2 separate regions of the Sus scrofa genome follow, and region 2 is linked to region 1. The links are chromatin contacts, called in public Hi-C maps. All regions are on one chromosome and are shown on one strand. The core of a region is the stretch at or near the end of the contact, and the rest is flanking DNA. Distances in the headings are between cores, read along the strand shown.

What was found. Hi-C and Micro-C count contacts between places; a contact is called where the count stands out from the background.
Region 2: a contact with region 1 is called in a Hi-C map of heart right ventricle, with 3 times the contacts expected there. The contact joins two enhancer-like sites. A contact is called at or near these places in 3 of 47 Hi-C or Micro-C datasets (fetal heart ventricle, heart right ventricle and skeletal muscle).

The regions. Positions count from the first base shown.
Region 1 is chr3:108,640,862-108,646,576 of Sscrofa11.1, forward strand. No RefSeq gene overlaps it. Among named protein-coding and RNA genes, the nearest start is that of CAPN13, 110 kb to the left of the region's middle. Within about 2 kb of position 2,475, at least 4 of the 83 cell types and tissues checked have an H3K27ac peak or open chromatin away from gene starts, as enhancers often do.
Region 2 is chr3:108,918,733-108,924,033 of Sscrofa11.1, forward strand. No RefSeq gene overlaps it. Among named protein-coding and RNA genes, the nearest start is that of LCLAT1, 110 kb to the left of the region's middle. Within about 2 kb of position 3,564, at least 29 of the 83 cell types and tissues checked have an H3K27ac peak or open chromatin away from gene starts, as enhancers often do.

The DNA.
Region 1 (5,715 bases), core at 1,225-3,724:
GCCGGATCCCCAACTCACTGAGCGAGGCCAGGGATAGAACTTGCATCTTCATGGATCCTAGTCAGGTTCTCAACCTACTGAGCCACAGCGGGAACCCCTATGATGTACATTAAGGCTTTTGAAAAATATAAACATAACAAAGTAAAAGGCTAAAAATAAATTGAAATAGAAAACCAACATTTTGGTCCCGCATTGGAACAAATGAGCTGGTGGCATGCCTCCCTCTGGAGGTGATATAAACCACACTCAAATTCTGTTTTTCTTCTGTTTTCTTGAGTCTTGCTCGTTGGTGTGTCCAGTTCAGGGAGTACCTCTCCTTCCAGGCAGGGTCGGCCTCTTGCTTCCCCTCCTGGCTTATGAAGTTGTCTTATGCTCTGGATGGTGCAGAGGGCTTGGTACACAGCTGGTGCCTAAGTCGTTCAGTAAAGATTTTTCTGGGGTGTTTCTGCCGTGGCTCAGTGGTTAATGAACCCGACTAGTATCCGTGAGGACGCGGGTTCGATCCCTGGTCTCGCTCAGTGGGTTAAGGATGTGGCGTTGCCGTGAGCTGTGGAGTAGGTTGCAGATGCGGTTTGGATCCCCTGTTGCTGTAGGCCGGCAGCTGTAACTCCGATTCAACCACTAGCCTGGGAACCTCCACGTGCTACAGGTGCGGCCCTATAAAGACAACAGACAAAAAAATAAAGATGATTTTCTGAACACGTCCTTTGAGCCCAGCTTTGTGGCTGGTACTGGAGGTTCAAAGAGCAAGACACGGTCAGGCCCTCGTGGAGGGAGCTGTGCCGAGTGGCTGGTGTTTGAACTGGGCTTGGGGGTGGCTAAGCCATGCGAGGCCACGTGCAAAGGCCTGCAGAAGCCTGCCGTGTTTGGGTGTCACTGGGCAGTTCTGGCTGGAACTCAGGAAGGGACGGAAGGGAATGGTGAGAGAGAAGGTGGGCACTGGGCAGGCTGAGAAGGTTCTAGGTGGGGAAGGTGTGTGCGGAGCTTCACCTCTGTAGCTCTTCCCACCCCGGCCACACTCGGAGCACTCTTTGCTCCATGCAGCTTCAGCACAAGGGGACAAAAGGGACCAGAGAGCTGGGGAGGAGGCCCCCCAAACTGCGTAGGAACAGAGAGCTTCTCTTAGGCCTGCCCACTCTCCTGTGTGAAGGGAGCAGCAGGCCCAGGTCGAAGCCAGAGGGTCTGGAGGTCTGGGTTTTATTGGCCCACTGGCCCACCCCCACAGAGCCTCCGCTACCTGCTCTGTGAGCCCCCGCGTCTCCTGGCCCAAACAAGGGCCTTCGAGTGGCTTTCTTTTAGGACGTGCACCAGCTTCCCTCACGGCTCCACATGCAAGGCCCGCTTCAGGGCCTGTGTCACCACCCTCAGCCTCCAGGGAGGCCACAGCTCTGAACCCCTTTCCCACTCCCTGACTTGGGAGATGGGGAGCTGCTGCTCTTCCAGCTTAAGGCTCAGATCCTGGGCAACCTTCCAGAGCAGGGAGAGCTCTGGGCATGTCTGCTTGGGGTGAAGGAGCTTACAGGCTTTCATGAGAAAGAATCTCACAGGCCGGAGTTCCTGTCATGGCGCAGTGGAAACGAATCTGACTAGGAACCATGAAGTGGCGGGTTCGGTCCCTGGCCTCACTCAATGGGTTAAGAATCCAGCATTGCCTTGAGCTGTGGTGTAGGTTGCAGATGCTGCTCGGATCCCATGTTGCTGTGGCTGTGGCACAGGCAGGAGGCTACAGCTCAGATTGGACCCCTGGCTTGGGAACCTCCATATGCCGCAGGTGCAGCCCTAAAAAAAAAAAAAAAGAAAAGAAAAATAGACAAAAGACAAAAAAATAAAAGAATCTCACAGGCCAGGGAGGAGAGCCGGGAGGATGGGACCCCTGGAGCCAAGGCTGGGGGCTGCCCACAGGGAAAGAGACAGAAAGAGGGAGTCAAGGGCCCCACACCATCCTCCCTCCTGCACCGCATGAAGAACTCCTGTGCTCAGCCCTCTGCCCAGCAGAGTCTGAAGGAGCCTGAGAAAGCCGGAGAGAAGGCCCAGAGGGAGTGGCTGGGCTGCATCAGAATGGGGAGTTTGCCCCTGTCTTCAGAGACGTGGCAGGGCACAGATCTGCAGACATTTGCAGGTGACCCATGGCAGAGGGTTGGAGGAGGCGTCTCGTGTTGGAGAAATTTGAGGCAAGGGTCAAGATGAACCATATAAGCTTGGAAAACACAGGCTGGTCCCCTCAGGACTCGCCAACCCATAAAGCCCTGGGGCAAGGTCACCATCAGGAGCAGCCCTTTCCCCTGGACCAGCTCTGGGTGGTGCTGTGGCAGGGGTGGCGCACCTCCAGCGCCAAGGCGGGAAGATGCGTCAGTGCAGCACAGCAGGGGCAGACAAGCAGGGAGAGTCCCGCAGGTGGGGGAGCTACAGTCCATTTGTTTAGACCCTTGGTGGCAGGAGCTACTACACAGACCAGAGGGCTCGCTGAGCCCTTGAGGGTGAGGCCCGTGGAGAGGGGCGCAGGGCTGCTGGTGTTGGCTCTGGGCATACGGTCTAGGCTCTTCATCTGGGCACTGAGGGGGGGTGGGCTGCATGCCTTCTGGGGTCCCTTCTGGCTCTGACATCCTTGGCTCTGTCTGGGCTCATCCAGACCCAGCTCTGCCATTTGCCATCTTCCTGCCTGAGCTACGAGCCCACCAAACAGGGGGCTGCCCCAAAGGTGACTGGGCACCGCTATGGGGTTTCTGAAAAATTGTAAACACCTATCTATTCCGTCCTGAGAAGGAGGGGAGGCATGCTGAGCCCTGCTCTGAGCCCTGGTTTCCCCACCCCGCCCCTGGCGCGGGGAGAAAACCCCACCCTCTCCTCGGCTCCCTTGACCTCTGTGGCATTCTGTGAATGAGTCTGAACACCAGCCATCAGAGGGAGGAAAAGAAACCATTCGTCCCGAAATAGCTCTCTGTAGTCTGCCTAATCTCATGCTTTTGCAGCAGAGATGTTCTGTTCTTTCAACAGGGCAGAGTGAGCCACCTGATGGATGATTCTGGAGTCTCCTTCTTGAGGAGTGAGCTTGCAGCGTGCATATGGGGAAAGGCTGGGACGGGAGTGAGTGTCTGATCTTGGGGCAGAGGGTGAGGCCCATGGACCCAGAGCTGCAGGCCTCTTTTGCAGCTTTCCTTGGTAGAGAGACAGTTAAAGACAGTCTTGGGGCCAGGGGCAGCTGATCACAAGCTAGTGGGAAAAGATGCTGAGAAGCACGCCCCCTCGCTGGTTACCGGGAATGAGCACAGCATGGCCGAGCTGGGCCATTGTGCCAGCTGCTCCAGAAAAACATACCAACATTGGCATTAGGGATACGAATTTGGTTGGCAGATATGCACCATCCTGATGGATTTCCGTTAGGGGCTGCGGGGCCCACGGACAGAGTTCAAAGAATCTGAACACTTGAATGGGAAAAAATATGACATCTTTATTTTCACCAACCTTCAGCCAACATTTAACACTTCCTTCTATTACGGATGTAGGCAAGGGACCTCAGATGTTTTAGCAGCATCTGTGATTTGTCCCCAGTAGAAATCCCAGAAACTCTTTCTATCACAGGGCACTGGCTGCAGATATCCTCAATTACTGGGGAAGCTCATCTTGGCTGAGGAATTAGGGTGGTGGTTAGACCTGTCTCTAGATCTCATTAATGTGTTAACAAAGAAGCACTTGCCATACTCTATCATAGATGTGAGGTCTTAAAAAATATTTTGATAACTGTATTTCAGTGTGATTGGTTTCCTTTGTAGTCTCATGTCTTCTAATGCATTTGCAAATACTGCTCAGAGGAGGGGATAAGCTTCACCAGATTGCCTTAACAGAGAAGTTCACGGTCTGCTGGCCCCGAAGAACCTGGTGTCATCCTCCCCCTACAAAGGCAGTCTGGTGGGTGCAGGCCTGGGAGGACCCACGTGGTCCCATGACATTTGGGGGTGCAGGTCCCTGGGTCCAAATACAAAGTTTATCAGGAAGCCCAGCCCAGCCCATCAGATGAAGGTGGAGCTGCCCCGGCTGGATTTGGGAAAGGGGGTTTCTAGCAGCTGCCTGACCTCCCCCCCTTCACCCCACCCCATCAGATGCCCTGCCTCCCTCCCCGCTTCCCAGAAATCTCCAGGGAGAGCCCAGGTTTCCAGCGTGCATCTGCAAATCATCCACCCCATGTAAGGGCTCTCTGGGGACCAGAGGGGCCGTGCTACTGTGTCACCTTGTGGGCAGCATGACTTTTCATACTGCCCTGCCCGTGGGAAGTCCTGACCACGGGCAGGTCTTGGGGGCAGGTGGGGGTGTTATTTAAAAATGCAGTGTAAGGCGTTCCCATTGTGGCTCAGCAGGTTAAGAAACCAACTAGTATCCATGAGGATGTGGGTTCAATCCCTAGCCTCACCTAGTGGGTTAAGAATCCAGTGTTGCCACGTTGCTGTGGCTGTGGTGTAGGCCAGCAGCTGCAGCTCCAATTTGACCCATAGCCTGAACTTCTATATGACACAGGTGCAGCCCTAAAAAGGAAAAAAATATTACTAAAAATTCAAGGTAAGGTGTGTGAATAAAACGAGAGAGGTGGAGTTCCTGCCATGGTGCAGCGGAAACGAATCCAACTAGGAACCATGAGGTTGTGGGTTCGATCCCTGGCCTCCCTCAGTGGGTTAGGGATCCGGCATTGCCATGAGCTCTGGTCTAGGCTGCGGACCTGGCTCAGATCCTGCGTTGCTGTGGCTGTGGTGTAGGCTGGCAACTGTAGCTCCAATTCGACCCCTAGCCTGGGAATCTCTGTATGATGCGGGTGCAGCCCTAAAAAAAAAAAAAAAAAAGACAGAGAGAGAGAGGCATCTTAGCCCAGGACACTCTTCACATGAGTTCTGGGTTCAAATACTAGTTCTTCCACTTACTAGCTGGGTGGCCTTAATTCATATTTTATTTTATTTTATTTTATTTTATTTTATTTATTTTTGGCTGCTCCAAGGCATGTGGAAGTTCCTGGACCAGGGATCAAATTCATACCACAGGAGTGACTTGAGCCTCTGCAGTGACAACGCCAAATCCTTAACCTGTGGCACCACAAGAGAACTCCTTTTCTGCTAGGATATCTTATTTTATTTGTTTTATTTCTTTTTATTTATTTATTTATTTATTTTTTGTCTTTTTGTTGTTGTTGTTATTGTTGCTATTTCTTGGGCCGCTCCCGCGGCATATGGAGGTTCCCAGGCTAGGGGTCGAATCGGAGCTATAGCCACCGGCCTACGCCAGAGCCACAGCAACACGGGATCCGAGCCGCGTCTGCAACCTACACCACAGCTCACGGCAACGCCGGATCATTAACCCACTGAGCAAGGGCAGGGACCGAACCCGTAACCCCATGTTTCCTAGTCGGATTTGTTAACCACTGCGCCACGACGGGAACTCCTGTTTTATTTCTTAATGAATAATACTAATAGCCCCCACCTTAAAAGCCTGGTTGGGAGATTAAAAGAAATAATGCAGGTAAAGACCTTAGCTGGTTCAGGAAATTCTGCTGCTACCCTTTCCCTGAGCAAGAGACTTGCACCTGCAACAGCCTTGTCCCGCCACACACGCCCTGCCCATCCTCTGCCTCCGAGATGTTGCCCTGACAAAGGGGACCAGGGAGCTTCTTTTCAGCATCCAGGCCTGAAGCACTTAGTCCTTCCCATCTTTGCAGATGTGTCACTCAGCGTCCGC
Region 2 (5,301 bases), core at 2,314-4,813, 280 kb after region 1:
CTGGGGTTAATAGATGCACACTATTGCATCTGGAGTGGATAAGTAATAGATCCTGCTGTATAGCACTGGGAACTATATCTAGTCATTTATGATGGAGAATAGTGGGAAAAAAGAATGTATATATATCTATATATATGTATGTATGTGACTAGGTCACTTTGTTGTACAGTACAAAATTGGTTGAACACTGTAAACCAACTATAATAGAAAAAAATCATTATAAAAAATAAAATAAAAAAAAATAAATCAGTGAAGGACTGGAACAGTCATTTCATCCAAGGAGATAAACAAATGGCCAGTAAGCACCTGGCGAGGTGTTCAACTTCATTAGTCATCAGAAAAAATGCAATTCAAAACCACAATAAGATACCACTTCACACCCACTGAGATGGCTGTAATAAAGAACAAAAACGGGGAGTTCCCATCGTGGCACTGTGGTTAACGAATCCAACTAGGAACCATGAGGTTGTGAGTTTGATCCCTGGTCTGCTCAGTGGGCTAAGGATCCGGCGTTGCTGTGAGCTGTGGTGTGGGTCGCAGATGTGGCTCGGATCCTGCATGGCTGTGGCTATGGTATAGGCTGGCGGCTCCAGCTCCGATCAGACCCCTAGCCTGGGAATCTCCATATGCCGGGGGGGAACAGCTCAAGAAAAGGCAAAAAGACGAAAAAAAAAAAAAAAAAAAAAGAACAAAAATGAAAATGAAACAACAGTAAAAAGATAGAAAATTATTTTAAAAATTATAAGTATTGACAAGGATGTGAAGGAATTATTGCAGTTGTATCTCATAGATTGCTGGTGGGATTGCAAAATGGCTCAGTTGCTTTAGAAAAGCTGTTCCTCAAAGTTTGAAACATAGAGTTGCCATATGATCCACCAATTCTTCTCATAGGAAACATATGTCTACAGGAAAACATGTAAACTAATATTCAAGGCAGCATTATTCATAGTGGTTAAAAGCAGCAACAACCCAAATGTTCACCAACTGATGACTTGATAAGCAAAATGTCCTGATACACGCTGTGACACGGATGAACCTGGAAAATATTGTTTTGAAAGAAGCCAGATACAAAAGACCACATACTGTAGAATTCCATTTATATGAAATGTCCAGAATAGGCAAATCCATGAAGATGAGATTGATTATTGTTGTACCCCAGGGCTGGGGCAGCAGACAATAGGAAGTGACGATTTAATTGCCACAGAGTTTCTTCGGAAGATGATAAAGCGTTAGGAATTAGTGGTGGTAGTTTCACAATGTTGTGAATATACTAAAAACCACTGAAATATACAGGTTAAATGATGAAAGAAGTGATTTTTATGCTATGTATTTTTTTTTTTTTCTTTTTTGGGCCACGTCTTCAGCATATGGAAGCTCCCAGGCTAGGGGATTAATCAGAGCTGCAGCTGCCAGCCACAGCCACAGCCACAGCAAAGCCGGATCAGAGCCATCACAGCTTGCAGCAGCCCCACATCCTTAACCCAATGGGCAGGGCCAGGGATCTAACCAGCATCCTCAAGGATACTAGTCAGGTTCATAACCTGCTGAGCCATAACGGGAACTCCTATGTTACATAAATTTTGTCAAAAAAAAAAATTAGAAAGAATGATGAGAGTCCCTTACACATCACTGCTCTGGATTTAAGCTGGTGTTTGGGACTCCACGGTGATGGTAAGGACATGATTTGGGAATGGGTGGCAAAAAATCTGAATAAAACCCAGGCTCTGTCCTCAAGATGCTCACACCCAGTTGGAGGACACAGACACATACTTCACTAATGAGAACACAAATCAGAAGATAATAAGCATCACAGTGGAGAGAGATGATTCTGCTGGAGTACAAAGGAAGATGTGATTTTTTTTCCTGCCTGAGGAATATTGCAAAGCTTTGCAGAAGAGGAGATATTTCAGCTGGGTTTTTAAGGATCAGTAGGAGGCGTTCCCATCCTGGCTCAGTGAAAATGAATCTGACTAGCATCCATGAGGTGGCAGGTTCCATCCCTGGCCTCGCTCAGTGGGTTAAGGATCTGGCATTGCCATGAGCTGTGGTGTAGGTCGAAGACATGGCTCAGATCCTGCATTGCTGTGACTGTGGCATAGGAGGAAGGTGTAGCTCCGATTTGAACCCTAGCCTGGGAACTTCCATATGCCATGGGTGTGGAACTAAAAAGACAACAACAACAACAACAATAATAATAATAAAATCAGTAGGAGTCTGACAAGCAGAGAAGGTGGTACATTCCAGGCAGAGGGACCAGCTGAATAAAGGCCTGGAGTTGTATAAAGCATTCAAAGATGTACCAGATGGTATGATTTGAGCTATGATTTTTCCCTTCTAGTGTTCTGCCACTGCTTTTTATTAAACATCACAACCATGGCCTTTGATCCTAGGTTCTTGCTTTGCAGAATATGAGCCTTCAAACGAAAATGTGGATCTTGAGCCTGGGTGGAGTTTAGCAGGGTCCCCCAGGTTCCTTGCTCCGTCCACATCCCCACCCCTACCCCCTGTGGTTGTCTGAGCACCTGGAGTCTATTTGGCAGCTGCTCTGCTCCTGCCCTCTGTCCCTCCAATCCAAGAGCCCCTCCTGGGTGCAATGAATGGCTCCATCCTGCTGGACGGATGGGCCCTTGTTCCCTCTTGAAAACGTCCTTGCTCGACTGGTGGCTTCTTCACCCCAGCGCTGCCCTCCCTCTGGTGCACCCAGAGGACGATGCCAGGGAGGAAACAAGAGACCCATCCTATTCCCTCAGGAAGAGTCAGCCCATCTGGCTCCTTCAGCGGCTGCTTTGTTTGGCTTCTATTTGGATTGTGAACCCATTGTTTTGTGTGGAAGTGGGAAAACCAGGACTCGAAACAAGTACTCTTATAGGAGGAGTTTGGTGCTTAATGAATTATTCAGTGAGCAGGGCTAAACCCAAAGCGTTCTGGAAAGAAAGAAAATTTCGGCATGGATCCCTGAGACCCCCACTGCTGCCCAGATGAACAGTTAACCGAATGGTCCTCCCTGCTATTTGCTCCCTGATTCACTAAGCATAAGCCTGGTTTATTGTGTTTACAATTGCGCATCTTCAGAGCATAACTGATTCATTGCAATAAGAGTGCACTGGACAGTAGAGGCGTCTCTGAACAGGCTTTTCCCTAAAGCCGGAATAATCCCTGCACCAAAGATCCAGTCTGATGAACTAGTCAGTGTTCCCAAACCTCTTATGCTTGGGGGAGATCAGGACACGGAGACATCTGGTCTCGGGCAGCTTTGCCCAGGATAGAATATTGTTCTCCCCAGGGAGGATCTTGTTAGCAAATGAGGCTGGCGTGCCTGTCTGAGACGGAGGCTCCTCTCTGTGAGCCCTGGGTAGGGAGTCGGGGACTGGACCGGGGAGCCCTGGAACTAGGCTCCCTCCAAAACCCTGATAAAAAGAAACCTGGATTTAACCCTGACTTCTCCTTGAACCAGCTGATTAATTTTTTTTTTTTCTATCAACTTCAATTCCCTTGTCTCCAGCTCTCAGAGGCATGAATGCTCTGACTGTGCAGACAAGAAGCAGATGGGCGGTGGAAGGGTCAGTCTGTACGGGTAGGGGCGAGGAGAGGGGAGGGGAAGCAGGCCTGAATGTCATTACTTGAAGGGGTCAGGGGGGTCAGTGACAGTGGCAAGGAACAGATTTTTCCAGCCGCTTTCAGGCTGAGATTTGCACTGCATAATCTGAATGCTTTTATCTGTTTCTGAAAATAGACAGGAATTTTTTCCACAGGCTGCTCCAATCTGGCTGGGGAGACGTGAGGGAGGATGGCCGGGAGACAGTTGTATGTGGTCCAGTGAGTACGTTGTGTGACCCCTACCCCGCCACGGCCCCCCAAACAGCCCTTCTCCATATTGGTTCCCTGAGTCACGTTATCTTAATGTCCCTTGAAGTAGGGAGTCATAAATGCTGAGAATACTTTCCATTCCCAATTTTGCAAAGCTTCTGCTATATGGAACCATCACGTCTCACTATTCTTTAAATACATAGCATGAATGGCGTTTGGGAGGTCAGAAGTCCCTCTTCAGAGGGAATGGTCCCTTGAATCTTTACAGCATGATGTACATGGGAAACATAAACGAGACAGAAAGAAGAAAATGGTTTGATCAGAAATGATCGTTTACAATTGTTAGCAATGCCACAAATCATCTTCTCCACCTTGGTCCTGCATTGAGACTACAAAGAAGCATCACGCATTATCTACAAAGATCTTCTGGAAAGTTAACTCTGGATTAAATCAGACTTCATCTCGCAGCAGCTGGTCCCTCTCATCTCAGATCAAAAAGATTTTGAACTTTCTAAGTGAACTGCTGTCAAGCAAACAGCAGGGGAATCTCTAATATTATTTACATAGCATTTTCTTTTTCCAATTATGTATTGGTTTCTCCTCGTTACAAGCCTGTCTTATAAACAGGGAGACCAAGACACAGAAAAAGGCAACAATGTTTAGGGTCATGGAGAGAGTCAGAGGAGGAACTGGGAAGAAAACAAGAGCCTTTGAACCCACAGGTCACCGTATCTAGATACCTGCTCTATTTACTCCCACAATCCTTTGCAACTGCACTCACCCACCTGCTGAGACTGAACAGTTATCTGTGGTCAGCAGGCAGTGAGGCATGCCAATTTCATTGGTTTTTCAACCTGGAGAGTTTCTTGGGCCCAGAGAAAAGGAGTGCCACTCTTTGAGCCTAGAACTTATTTGCAAGCTTCCTCTAAGCCTTATTAAGCTTCGTAAACCTTATTGGGAATAGAAGCAAGAGGAGAGGGCCAGACTGTTCTGGAATACTGCCAATATCCTGTGTCTCTGGGACTCCTTTGCTGTCCTTATGACCAGGGAACCCTGTGGCCAACTCAGGTGTGTGAGGCAGAAAGAGGGCGAGCAGATACATAAATTCTTATGGTCACTACTGCAGTCTGAGGTCTCTTCTCTCAAAGGCTCTACCTAGCAACAGCAATTTGTGAGTCAGTTTCTTTCTTTTTTTTTTTTAAATGGAAGTTCCCAGGCTAGGGGTTGAATCAGAAGCGTAGCTGCCGGCCACAGCCACAGCAATGCAGGATCCCAGCTGCATCTGCGAGCTGCACCAGAGCTCACAGCAACACTGGATCCTTAATCCACTGAGCGAGGCCAGGGATCAAACCGACATCCTCACGGATACTAGTCAGATTCATTTGCGCTAAGCCACGAAGGGAACTCCGTGAGTCAATTTCTTAATGATGCAGTTCTTACAGCTCCATCTCCTTCTGAGCTGGGTCAAGTGGGCTGTTTCCTCTGTCAGCCCTG